Linked DNA regions of Mus musculus: regions 1 and 3 are each linked to region 2. The links are chromatin contacts, called in public promoter capture Hi-C maps. All regions are on one chromosome and are shown on one strand. Each heading gives the region's core, a stretch centred on a gene start, on an enhancer-like site or on the middle of the called end of the contact. The rest is flanking DNA. Distances are from core to core; before and after follow the strand shown. Region 1 holds the start of Trim7 (tripartite motif-containing 7). Region 2 holds the start of Btnl9 (butyrophilin-like 9). Region 3 holds the start of Irgm1 (immunity-related GTPase family M member 1).

Region 1 (3,988 bases), core at 647-3,146, 350 kb after region 2:
CCACTGCCCAGCCAGAAACCTCTAATTCTTAAATTAAAGCTCAGAAAACAAAACGTTTTCCTCACTGTTTTTTTTCCTCCTGTGGCAGAACATGCCTCAGGCATGTGTGGCTCCTCACCGTATGTTCCTACTTAATATGACGTGTTTCTGTGAAGAAATGCTAATGCATTCAAATTACAAGATGCTGCTACAGGTCCTAACTGGTTTGTTACGAATGACTGTGCACCCTAAAGATGAATTGAACAGCTCTAGTTTATATTATAAATTATATAGTCAACCTCTGTAATGTATACCATATTGTCTTTCTGAAATCCACCCTACTGTTTCAACCATATTCTCTCTCTCTCTCTCTCTCTCTCTCTCTCTCTCTCTCTCTCTCTCTCTCTCTCTGCCTTGGTCATCCACAACCCTATGCTTCTCACACTTGGACTCACTAGAAGCTCCTTGCTCTCCCTCTCCTCTGTTGACCGGAACGCTTCATAGTCTTCCAGTACCTTCTTCAAGGCCCTCAGCCTGGAATCCAGCAACTCCTGTGGTAGAAGGAAGACACGTGGTCAGAAAATTCTGGATACCCTCTCGTGTACTTTCCTAGAACCATCCAGGAGAAAGCCAAGATTCTGCTCTCAGGAGCAGGAGACTGGATAGATACCATCTCTGGCTATGGGGTGAACAGAGACTTGCAGACTAAGCCTATTGGTGCAGAACAAATGCAGGGGAACTCCAAAGGTCCGGGAGTCTCACTTCCTCAAGGGCATCAATCACGTGGTCTGCGGTGAGAATCGAGACTCCCACCTTGGTTCGGTCTATCTTATCTTCAGCTCTCCTCTCATCCTGTAGGAAGGCTGGAGCACAACAGGGCAGCAGAGACTGGGAGCTGCACACGCCTCTTGTGCCGCAGCCTATCGAGGGACAGACTAAAAGGGAAGATGCCCAGAACCAATGGGCTTCACAGCCCTTCAGACAGACCACCTAACCCAGGACGCTATTCTGTGTTCTTCCTCTTTGAACTTGGTACTTTGTGTAGTGCCACGCCCCTGGGAACGCAGTAGGAGTGTGGCAGTGGATATGTGGGCGTGACAAACAGAATTTCTCCTGGGCAGAGTTACATTAGCGGTTGGGGACAGACAAGATTTCAAGTCCCTGGGGCCATCTTCCAGGCCTCCAGGCATCGGGCTCTGAGGGACGAGAAGAGATGAGGGGAAAACAGTTTTAGAAAGAGAAAAAGGAGACCGGGGCTTTTCTGTAGGACCCTGCCTGCAGTCCGCAAGGAGAGCTGGGAGGGCTGGAGCAGAGCCAGGGCTCCGGGACATCCTGCACCCACCTTGGCCTCCTGCACCGCCTCCTCCAGCGGCAGCACGGCGTGCGAACGGTGCTCGCGGGCGCGGTCGCACACCACGCAAATGGCGCGGCCGTCGTCTTGGCAGTAGAGCTTAAGTTGCTCTCCGTGTTGGGAGCACCGCGCAGCCGCCGCCCGGGCAGGCACCGCTGGAGTCCCGCGCTCCCCGGGGGCGGTGGGGGGCAGGCTGAAGCGCCGAAGGAGCGAGGCCACCGCGGCCAGCTGTCGATTGGGTCGCAGCTGGCTGGGGCGCGCGGGCTCGCGGCACTGAGGACAGGGCAGTGGGCAGGGCAGCGTGCGGGTCGCCGTGCCGGTCCCAGCTCCGGGACGCTCCCAGCAGCGCATAATACAGGCTCGGCAGAAGCTGTGGCCGCATTCGACTGACACCGGCTCCCGGAAAAACTCTAGGCAGATGGAGCACGTCGCCTCGCCTTGGAGCTCTGCCGCTAGGGCCAGCGCCTCGGCTCCTGCGTTCGGCCCGGTCCGCGGCCCCACAGTCGCCATCCGTGTCCTTAGTACATTCGAGTCTTGTGGCTTTGGGGAGGTCCCTGGATGCTACTGTCCAAGCTGGGCTGAGCTCCGAGTACCCACTGGGCGAGGAGGGGCGGGGCCGGCAGCGGGCAAGCTGAGACGTGAGCCGAGGGTGCACCCAGCTGAGAATGGAGGCAGGTGCTGCCCTTTCTCTGGGTTCCCAAAGCCACCACCCTAGCCCCGATCTCCCTTTTGTCGACCCCCCTTCCACCGCCTTTCTAGGCCGCCCAGTATGGCCCAGTCAGCAGTAGGGAACTGTCGGGGACAGGTGAGCGCGCAAGGCCAGCTGGGCTCCACTCCCAGTAGCTGACCTAGGCTGACCCTGCCCTACAGGGGCAAAGGCCTGGCTCCCGGGACAAGGTGTCTGGTTCCCCGCATACCGACTCATCCTGGCACTGCGCTGAGCTAAACTTAGGGTCTGGAATTTGGCTCTACCTCCTCATCCCAAGCGTGGCCTTTTGTCCACTTTTGTAACTACATCATCTCTTACAGTTATCCCTTTAATTTTGAACAAGTAATACAGCCATTTACCCTCATTTCATTCAGAATCCACACCTACCCCAAATCCCTCTGTCTCTCCCCAGCTGGTATACAGCTGGGTTCCAGGGACCGTTTTGTTTTTGTTTTTGGAGTAGTTTTTCTATCCTTTCATTCTGGAGGCCACTTGGGTCAAGCTTCTTTCTCTGCCTCTCTCAAAACCTCTCTTGTCAATGTCTCTATCCACTCGCCCAATTCTAACCGAGAGTTGCAAACCTCACCTCTCTGGTGTGTCTGTCCTTCCTCACAGCATTTTCTCCTCGCCACTCGGGATGCTACCACCTCCATTTCTCTCCGGTCTATGACCTCCTACTTTCTTCTTGGGTTCTAGAGTCCCCCACTCGGCTCCTTGCCCTGGTTCAATCCCCCGGCCTCAGTCACCACACTCTACAATCGCTTCCATTTTTAAAAAATTTTTTTAACTTTAGAGAACCCTTTCAGAGCCCATGTCTCCACAGTATCCATCAGAGCCCTCTGCTCAAACCCCACCAGTGAGTGGCTGCTAACTCCCAGGAAAGAAGTTGAAGTCTTCATAATAACCTCAAGGCTCTTGCTTGACTCTCCTCTTCCACCATGGGACGTTTTAAATTTTCTGCAAACTCACCTACAATTATTTTGAAGATAAGGAACATTATTAGGTCAGTTGAAGAAACAAGTGAATCCCTGGACTAAAGAATGGCCACCGGTTTCAGGCACAGGACAACTGATGGTGAGCTAAGGCTCTTCTGGTTCACCAAGAACTCAGAGTCATGACATCGAGGACCTTCGGTGATGTGTTATTTGCTGGGCCTGGTGGCACAGACCTGTAAATCACAGCGTTAAAGGGCACGGGGTCAGGAGTTCAAGGTCATCCCTTGTCATAGCCATCCCATCCCCCATGGTCAGCTTGGGTTATATGAAACCCAGCTTCAAAAAAAAAAAAAAAAAAAAAGTTTTTTTCTGTGGAACTCTCAAGTATCTCGCTTATGCCTTTGCAGTTTTTATTTTAACTTGGTCACTTTTTCTATCCAAATCTCTCATTCACATACAATATGTAATCCAGTGTGGCAAAGACCTCTTGAGTATACAGCAGAGCACCTGACTCACGGGGACACCATATTGAAGCAGTTTGATTAGTTTATGGTTGACCTGCGACTGTCACCCAGACACACAACTAGCTCTTTACCAGCGAGCCAGTCCCTGGGCTCATCTCGCTGATCTGTCTTCTGGCCAAAATCTGTACAGTGTGATACCCGGCGTCTCCAGGCCTCCTCTCAAATGCTACTTTATCCATGAAGCCTACAGACCATCACACACAGATTTTGTTACAGGGCCACAGACTTAATAGGCCCTGAGATCTTAGCACAACTGACTCCATGATGGAAGTGCCATTACAGGCTGTCACACTCAGCGTTTAGACAGCACCACCTGCCAAAAACCTAATCCATCTAAAGCAAAGACCTAATCCATCCAAGTCTGCATCGCTCTGAGGAAAATCTCTAAATGTACTAACCTTGCTTCTATAGATCTGCTTCTGGCCAACTGTTCTGGTTAACTGAAGAATGTCAACTCAGACCATGCTTGTGTATTTAAAAGCTCACCCTG
Region 2 (4,142 bases), core at 1,299-3,798:
GTGGATGGACTAATCTAGTTGATCAGCCCGGTGTAATAGTGTGGATTTTAGCATAATTAATCACTCTTTAGAAAGCTTTGTTAGTGGAAATTATAGTTGTATAAAGATAAAAAATACTGTCTGTCATACTGCTTACCAAAGTTGATATTGTTGCAAAATAGCACTATCTGTTGCCAGTGATTTATAAAACAAACTCTGGCTTCATTTGGTGTCTGACAGCTAACAAGAGTAATCTTTTTGCATCAGAAGATACCCATCTATTCCTGGAATATATATAATATATATATAATAATAATTATATATATATATATATATATAGCATAGGAGTTACTCATATGCATTAGAATCCATCTGCACCAGGATCCCCTGATATTCCTGTCAATGCTGTTTTTTAATCACATTGAATATGCTTTACATGTTATCTTAAATTATATATAACTTATATCTCTCCTGATTGTAATCCCACCTCTAACCATACCCTTCCCTCTGGCAAACAACTGCCTTTGGGATGGATCTGTGTGAATGGTGTTATGTGGGATAGGCCATATTACATCCATTTTTCCAGGAAAGCTTTACAATTGATCAGCAGAATTAAGAGACTTCCCTCCAAGTTGCATCTATGGGACCCTGTAATAGTTGCATCCACAGCAGCTTTCTTATTACCAATCACAGGAATGATTCCTGGAATACAGAGAGTGGCCTGTATAATTACTATAGTATATAATTAGTAGTAAAACTACTAATATTATAGCAAAAATATTATCAGAAATTAACCCAGAGATGGTTGAATTTAGAGTCACAGTTTTACAAAATAAAGCTACTATAGATAATTTGTTGCTGGAGCATTATTTTGGTTGTCAACAATTTCCTGACATGTTTCTTTATTGTGTTAGATTTCTCTCACATTACAGAAGGTCAAATTCATGATTTGCATAAAGAGATAAAATCTCTCAAGTGACCTCTGAATACCCATCATGTTAAGATGGCTTTGCCCTTTCCTTGATTCTCTGTTAGCTATTATTATAATTATTTTATCCTTGCCTGTGTTAGTTAGTTATACCAGCCATGAAGGTAATGCATTCAACCTTGGACTCTATTACAACCATAATTTTTCTTTAAAAAGTAAAAACGAGGGAGATATAGGCGGCCCAGAGGTCCTTGTGCTCACAGATAAGCACCTGGGGAGTCTGGAGTGCTAAACACAGGATTGATCCTTCGAAAGAAGGAAGTCATAACCCGTTAGCTGCCCAGAAGGCTGGCAGCAGACACGGTCAATAGCCTAATGACCTTTGTACTGTCTGTGAGTCTGAGACCCCACAGGACCCTCCCCCAGACCCTTATCATAAGCTTGTTTTTCTCAATCCATAGAGCCTATTTTCTTTTTGGAAGGCATCATATGCACTTTACACAGATTTCCATTGCAGGCACATTTATTTATGTGTAGGGCATTCATATGCCTAAAATAAACCACTTGGGGGTAAAACGCCCAAAGTTTGAACCAATATCGGCTGCTTAATTGTGTTGAACCAAACTACCTTCTCGGCTCCTATGGACCATACTCTGCAGGCTATGGCGGTCTCAGAGACCCCCTGCACGAAGACTGGGAAGAAAGAAGTGTGCACATGGGAAGAGGTCAAGTCCACCCATCAGAGGCAGGAATTTTGAGTAGGATCTTGGAAAGAGTGCCGATTGGTAGGAAAGAGACCTATAGAATGCCATGCGCATGGGCGGAGCGTGTGACACAGCTTTGCCTTCCGGCTCCGTGGAGAGATTAGGAGGATCTCCACATGGAGAATGCAGAGAGAGGACTGTGGGAAAGCAAGAGCAAGGGGTGAAGGTTAAGTGACTGGAGAGTCTTGAAGAGGAAGGACACACTTTATAGAACAAACTCAAGAGAAGGGTAGATTCGCCACCTCTAGCAGCCTCTCTTCTGTTCGCATTCAGCTTCATGTAGAGTGCAGCTTCACTGCAGAAATGCTTATACCCCACTGTTTCCGCGCTGTATATGAACGCTGTTCTAAGTCTGCTTGTGACAGTGTTCCCAGGAGGTTTCCGCCGGGTGTTTCCCTGCAGAGAGGGATATGATGGGTTAAGTCAGAGCTGGGCACAAGCACTTCCCAACTTCTAATGGAGACTGCAGTCTGTCTCAGTGTTACTGGGAAGCTAGAGGGGCTGGCCTTGGACCACCATCCAGCCTCCCTGGATATCCAGCTTGATCTATCCAGAAATCCTGGATGGCCAGCTTGGGCATTCTTTTTCTCTTCTTAGCCACCTGCAGATGCAGCCTGTTCTAACGAAGTTCCCAGGCACCTTTGGCCTCTTTTTAAGACACTGGAGGGTCATTTTCTATGGGAACTTAGCTTGAGATTTTTTTCCACGAGGACGGGATATGACGGAGACTTCCTCGTTTTGTTCTATCTATCTTGGTTTTTATAACAAAGGGCAGAACCAATAGTTTATGTCCTAAGGTGAAAGGTGGGCGAGTAATTTTGTCACCAGTGAGCTGCATCCTCTTCCTGAACCCAGCTGCCAGCCCACATCCAAAGCAGCTTAGCATCAGGGACTAACATTTCACAATCACCCCCTTTAGAGGGAGGTGAGATTGCCAGCATCCCTCTACCGCTTGGATCTTCTTCTGTTACCTGAAAGGTACGTGGCTCCTTTGCAACACTTGTATGAACCTTCTAGAAACAGAAAGCAGAAAAAGATAGAAAGCACCCTAGGGGAAGCACAGCATAGGTGGAATCACATATGCTCTCATCACCCAGTTCTGGTGGTTTGGTTGCTGGGGTGCGTGGGATGTTTTGGTTGTCTTAGGGGAGATGCCCATTCAGGCTGGCTCCTCTGAGGAGGCAAAGTTCCGATGCATCCTTTTCCCCTGCAGATGAAAAGGGTTCATTCTTTTGGTCCTCCCTTCTTAAAGTGACTCAGCTCTTTATGAGGATGGAAATCCTCTTATAGACCAAGTAAAATCACACTGATGCAAGCTAGTGGGCAGTAGAGGGCACTGGAGTGGGAAAGGATTAGGAAGTGCGCAGGTCTCATTTGCCCTTTGGAACTTATGGGGATAAACTGCAAGATGAAATGTACCGATTGTGGTTTGCAAAACAACAGTGCAGAACAGCAGACGTGAGAGGTGGGCTTCAGTACTACAGTGTGCACGAGCTCTGTGTCCTTCATAGCTTCAGAAAGTAGCATCCCAAGGGATCACCGGGACAACTTAGCTAGGTCTGAGGCCTCTTCACCGAGGTCTCCATCTTCCACCACCACCACACCCCAATTCAGCGTGTCTAGCTTTCTCCTTTCTCCAGCCAAACTTCTCCACCTGGATCAGACTCTGGAGCCCGTGGCAACCTTGGCACACGTGGTGAAAACTAGAAAGTGTTTCTCCTTGGGGGAAGCTGTGGGAAGGATCAAAGCCTTTAACTGAAGGGAAGGTGGAGAGGAGCCTTGAGGTGGGGAGTAGTGTGGTGAATGGCACACAAAGTCACTTTAGGAAACTCTCTTCTTGTCCCTTCAGGAAATTTCCAGGCTTCCAATTACAGGCTATCCAGCAGATACCCCTGAATATTGAACAGATACTGAAGTCCCATGACTCCTGTCTAAAAGGCTGATGACAAAGTCTTGGGGACACTTTGGTTTAAGCTTTCATTCTTTTTCTTTGGCAGTAAAATTTAAATTCATCATTTGTGACCTAGTTTCTTCTTTAGTGCGGGTGGGTATGGCACTGCTTGAGGCTGGGTGCCTCATAACAGCATGATGGTTTGTAGTTATTGATGCAAATGAAATCAGAAGCCAGACCTGACACAGCACAGCTGGGGAGAGGCTGGGAGAGAAAAACAGATGCTGTAAACAACAGCTGAGGAAGAAATCTCCCTCTGCCACCTCTAGCTGTGTGTGAAGGTGTCCCACATGCCTCAGCTTACCTACCTATAATTTGGGCTTTTTGGTAAAAGTAGTAGTAATACTGACGGAATATGTGAGTGTTCAATAAGTAAGTATTTAATTTATGTTTATTGCTTGTGGGAATTTACATGGTGTGTGTGTGTGTGTGTGTGTGTGTGTGTGTGTGTGTGTGTGTGTACTCTTTTCTAGTCACTTCAGGAAGTTTCCAGACTACTGGCTTTCGATTAAAGGCTATC
Region 3 (3,898 bases), core at 314-2,813, 320 kb after region 2:
GGTTAGGGAAGCCAAAGATTCTCGGCCAGTGACATTTTTAAGGACAGACCGCCTGTGTTCTGATTATTGACTGTGTACACACAGCATCCTGCCCTGAGGAATCTTTACCTGACACCCAGTTATAACAAACCCTGCTGTGCCCAGCCTCAGTTCCTCCGCAGGAGCAAGAGCCTGAGAGAACTAACTCTGAGCTCAAGGGAGACCCTGGCCCTGGGGAAACACAAAGTGCTGAGTTGAAATGCTGGCTCACTGAGACAGAAGGTTCCAGAAACTCTCTTCCTGGCCTTCCTGTACTGTGCTCAGACCTGTTCCTGTTTGTTCTTATAGAAATCACATAAAGAAAGCAGGACATACAGATTGTCCAGTCTCTCAAAGACAGACATTGAAACTAGCCTGCTTTCTCCTCAGGCTTTGAGGAGAAGCTGAGGGCTTAGAGGAATCAAACAAGGACAGATCCTGGCTATCACTCAAGGCCTCCAGTTCATTAAACAACAGCTCACACTTGTTCCTCTTCTCAGCAACTCAGTCTTTTCCGGTAAGGAGAAAGAGAAAGCCACCAGCGCCGGTAGAGGATCACATTACTGGTCACTTGGAGGGGTGACAAAGGGCTCCTTGTGACCAGAGGATCACATTGCCCAAACCTCTGGGCAATACTGAGCCTGTAATGGGCAGAAGTAGAGTTTGGAACACTGGTTAGTGCCTGTGTGAGGAGCCGCCTCATTCCTCCTGGCCCAATCTGTCTCCCTCTCGCAGTGACTATGGAACAGGCTCAGCTCTGCCCCTCTTTGCTGTGCAGTAAGAACTCACCGGTAGGTACAGAAGAGCAGCAGAGAGAATAACAGCCGCCCGACACTCTGAAAGCTACTTGGCTCCTCTTCGCTGCCCCCTCTGTCACTGTGACCGTGGCCGGTTGCTTTAAAAAAAAAAAATTCTGTTTTTCTTCATGAAAACGTTACACAGGGGTCAGTGCTTCTATGCCATGGTCAAAGCGTCCAGCCCCTGCGTTTACTCTCTAATAATCTACCTCCTAGATCTGAGGAAAATGAAGTATGTCCCCTCTCAGCTCATACCCTCTTCCCTCTCAAACACTAACGAGGACAAGAACCCGATTCTCGACTCCCTGGTGCTCTGACATTCTCCTTTATATAGAGAGGTGTGATTAATCAAGTGAGCCGGCAAACGGGGTAAACGATCATACAGAACAAGGTCTCAGTGCAGCCTCCAAGCTCGGGGTGGCCTGAGGTTGCTGGGTCTGGAGGTTAGCATTGCCCAGGGCCAGCATCTCCACAGGTGGTATCCACGGAAAGAAGTAGCAGGTTCAGACACTGGAAGGTCTGACGCGGGGCTGGCTGTTAAAGTCCCTAAACAGACACAACTCCAACCCCAACGCCCCCACCCTCCACTTCCACCACCACCTCCAATCCCTCATCCCGACCCCTGTTGACGGTGAGTCAGCACAGCAGGGTTCTGCTCCTCTTTGAAGACTACTATGCAGCCCGCCCAGCCTAATCCTGAAAACTAGCCTGTTTCAAGAAATAGAAACCGAAACTGATTCTCAATTCGAGTCCGTCCCCCCCCCGCTCCCCCGCTGGGCCCAGGCAGGCATATCTCCGGTCTAGAAAGTGCAGGACAAAAAGCAAGGTCTGCTCGAAGACCAGAAGCTGAAAGAAAATCCACGCGATCAGACCTCCTCTTGGTTCGTCTCCTCTCAGAAGGACTCCAGACCTCTGCATCTCATCTCTCAACATCCGGGTCTATATTCCAGTTTTGGATCTCTACATAGGGAACTTCTGCCGGAGGACAGCAACGTTTTTGTCCTAGGAAGAAAGGGGTGACGTTCCAGGAAGGCCACTAACATCGAATCACACATAATAACTCCTCTGGATCAGGTAAGTAAAAGTCTCTTAAATGTAGCTTGGCCACCCCCAATCTAATATGAATCCCCCAATATAATATGAACGGTAAAACCGTGAAAACAGGTCATGTGACCTTGGGGTCTGGTTTCTTTTGCTCAGGCAGTGTCCACAGCAGAGCCTCACTTTGACTGTCTAGTACCACACAGCCCTGCTGTATCTTTGCTGTTCAGATATATCTAAACCACCAGCCTGGAGGCAAATGCGTACCTCACCTTATTTCTGGCCTTGTGGTTCTTCTAATGCTGGCTAAATTTGAAGGAGGGCAGAGCGTGCCAACCCATATTCTCTTGGAATTTAAGATAGCGTCTCTTCATAGCTCCACAAAATAAACGCCCAGGATTAGAATGGACCACAGGCAATATCTAGGATACATGAAAAAAATAGGGGGGGGGGGAGGTTTGTTTCTTATCTGGACTACCCATGGAATAGGAATCTCAGAGTAGGTTTTGAGTATAAGGTATCATAGTGACCTTTTTGTCTGACTCCATTAAAATGTTTTATTTGCATTGGAGAAAGTGTCTCTGTTTAAGGAACCACCTCCTTCACTAGTCTGTAAGTTTATAGTTAATGAGATGGGAGCTTTTCAAATACCATCTTCCCAGAGCATGTGGGTTCAGTACTGTCCCCATTCACCGTGAGCAAGTTTATCACACTTTCCAAAGATAAATAAATATCAGAGGGAATTGTGTGGTCCCTGCTACCTTTCATGCAGCTATGGGCAAGTGTGTGCGAGCATGCTCTCCGTTCTGTGTCGGTTGCGAGACTCGAAAGACATTTCCTCACGGGTCTCATCCTCTTTCCCAGATTGACAGCCACAAGGATCTATATTCTTCTTTGGGGATCTTCGCCCCTGTGCAGAGAGGTGAAATAGGAGTATAATCTGGTCATGATCCTCAAAAAAGGAAGTGGAGGGTCACTTGAATCCCAGAAAGAATTCTAAGGGCTCTTTGTAAATACTGGGTTGGAGTTCTGAGGCACGGTATCCCAAGGCTGTCCACACCAACATTCCTGTGTGGCTCCTGGAGGATCCTGCAGCTTCATACAGTTATCCATGCCCTTTCCCAGTCTGCTTGTAATGTATGGACTTCAGCAGCCCTCCTGAGAGTTACTGGCTCCTGCGTGCAGCTGTGACCTGCACCATCCCGGGTGTGCAGGCAGGTCCAGGGTCCAGCACCGGGTGCTCTCGGGTGTGCAGGCAGGTGGGAAGTCTCCATCTACAGTCACAGTTACATAAATAGTTCTGAGAAAGCATGGTTTGCTCTCATCTTCTACTCTGGTGAGTGGAACTCAGTTAAGTAAAACCAATACAGAACTAGACCCTGGCTAATGATAGGTGAGATGGAGGGGAGAGAATTGCCTTGAGGACAAGACACTACTGAATGTCACACAGCTTCTTGTCTGTGTACCCCGTCTCTGCACCCCATTACAGAATGTTTTCAACCCCTGAAGTTTGTCCAGCTTCATCCCCCTGGCTTCCAGCCAGCTTTGTCTCAGACTTTATCACCAGCCCACTCTGGTGCCTATACACCCAGCTCAGGGCCCCTTGACACTGAAGCAGGAAGTACAGCCCTGGATATTCCGTAGCTTGGCCAGTCTGACATGAGAACTGCTGGAGGGGGACCCTGAATGGCTTCTATAGTCAAAGGCTGGACAGGCTGGCAGCCCCTATGCAGATGTGATATGTGACGGCAACCTTTCCCATGTCCTCCCTCTCACTGAATTCTGGACATCTTTGTAGTTATTTGATAAAGCACCTTGGTCTGTTGATGAGTTTAACCCTAAACCAAGTTCTATAGAGTTGGAGAAGCTGGGGAGAGCTCCTTTATCAGTGTAGTTCAGTTATGTGGTGCTTATAAGAGAGGGCAGAAAAATTGGTCTCCAACATTATGAAATGTGTGTCCATATAAAGGGTAAGTGACAATTGGTGGCAGTGAGTAGATCAAGGTTTCCAAACAAAACCCCTCAGCATGCATCAAATCCTC

Evidence for each region. Promoter capture Hi-C pulls out the DNA fragments that hold promoters and counts their contacts. Capture Hi-C pulls out chosen DNA fragments and counts their contacts.
Region 1: a promoter capture Hi-C map of liver shows a contact between it and region 2, with 2.9 times the contacts expected there. The contact joins the promoter of Trim7 here to the promoter of Btnl9 in region 2. A contact is called at or near these places in 6 of 39 promoter capture datasets (the 3T3-L1 cell line, the HPC-7 cell line, maxillary cranial neural crest and 2 more), 3 of 115 datasets of contacts at active chromatin or transcription factors (bone marrow-derived macrophages, embryonic midbrain and stem cell-derived neural progenitor cells) and 3 of 9 other capture datasets (adipose tissue, liver and pancreatic islet).
Region 3: a promoter capture Hi-C map of liver shows a contact between it and region 2, with 9 times the contacts expected there. The contact joins the promoter of Irgm1 here to the promoter of Btnl9 in region 2. A contact is called at or near these places in 25 of 39 promoter capture datasets (the 3T3-L1 cell line, 3T3-L1-derived adipocytes, the C10 cell line and 16 more), 1 of 15 datasets of contacts at CTCF or cohesin (the NIH/3T3 cell line), 73 of 484 Hi-C or Micro-C datasets (B cells, the Ba/F3 cell line, the C2C12 cell line and 47 more), 19 of 115 datasets of contacts at active chromatin or transcription factors (the HPC-7 cell line, T-cell acute lymphoblastic leukemia, acute myeloid leukemia and 15 more) and 5 of 9 other capture datasets (adipose tissue, embryonic stem cells, liver and 2 more).

Annotation. Positions count from the first base shown.
Region 1 is chr11:48,835,379-48,839,366 of GRCm38.p6, reverse strand. Trim7 (tripartite motif-containing 7) reads right to left here and starts at 1,896. Exons shown (of 7, transcript NM_001347446.1): 1 at 1,322-1,896; 2 at 435-530. The coding sequence starts at 1,840.
Region 2 is chr11:49,185,495-49,189,636 of GRCm38.p6, reverse strand. It overlaps Btnl9 (butyrophilin-like 9), which reads left to right and starts at 2,548. Exons shown (of 10, transcript NM_172793.2): 1 at 2,548-2,649.
Region 3 is chr11:48,869,085-48,872,982 of GRCm38.p6, reverse strand. It overlaps Irgm1 (immunity-related GTPase family M member 1), which reads left to right and starts at 1,563. Exons shown (of 3, transcript NM_008326.2): 1 at 1,563-1,889.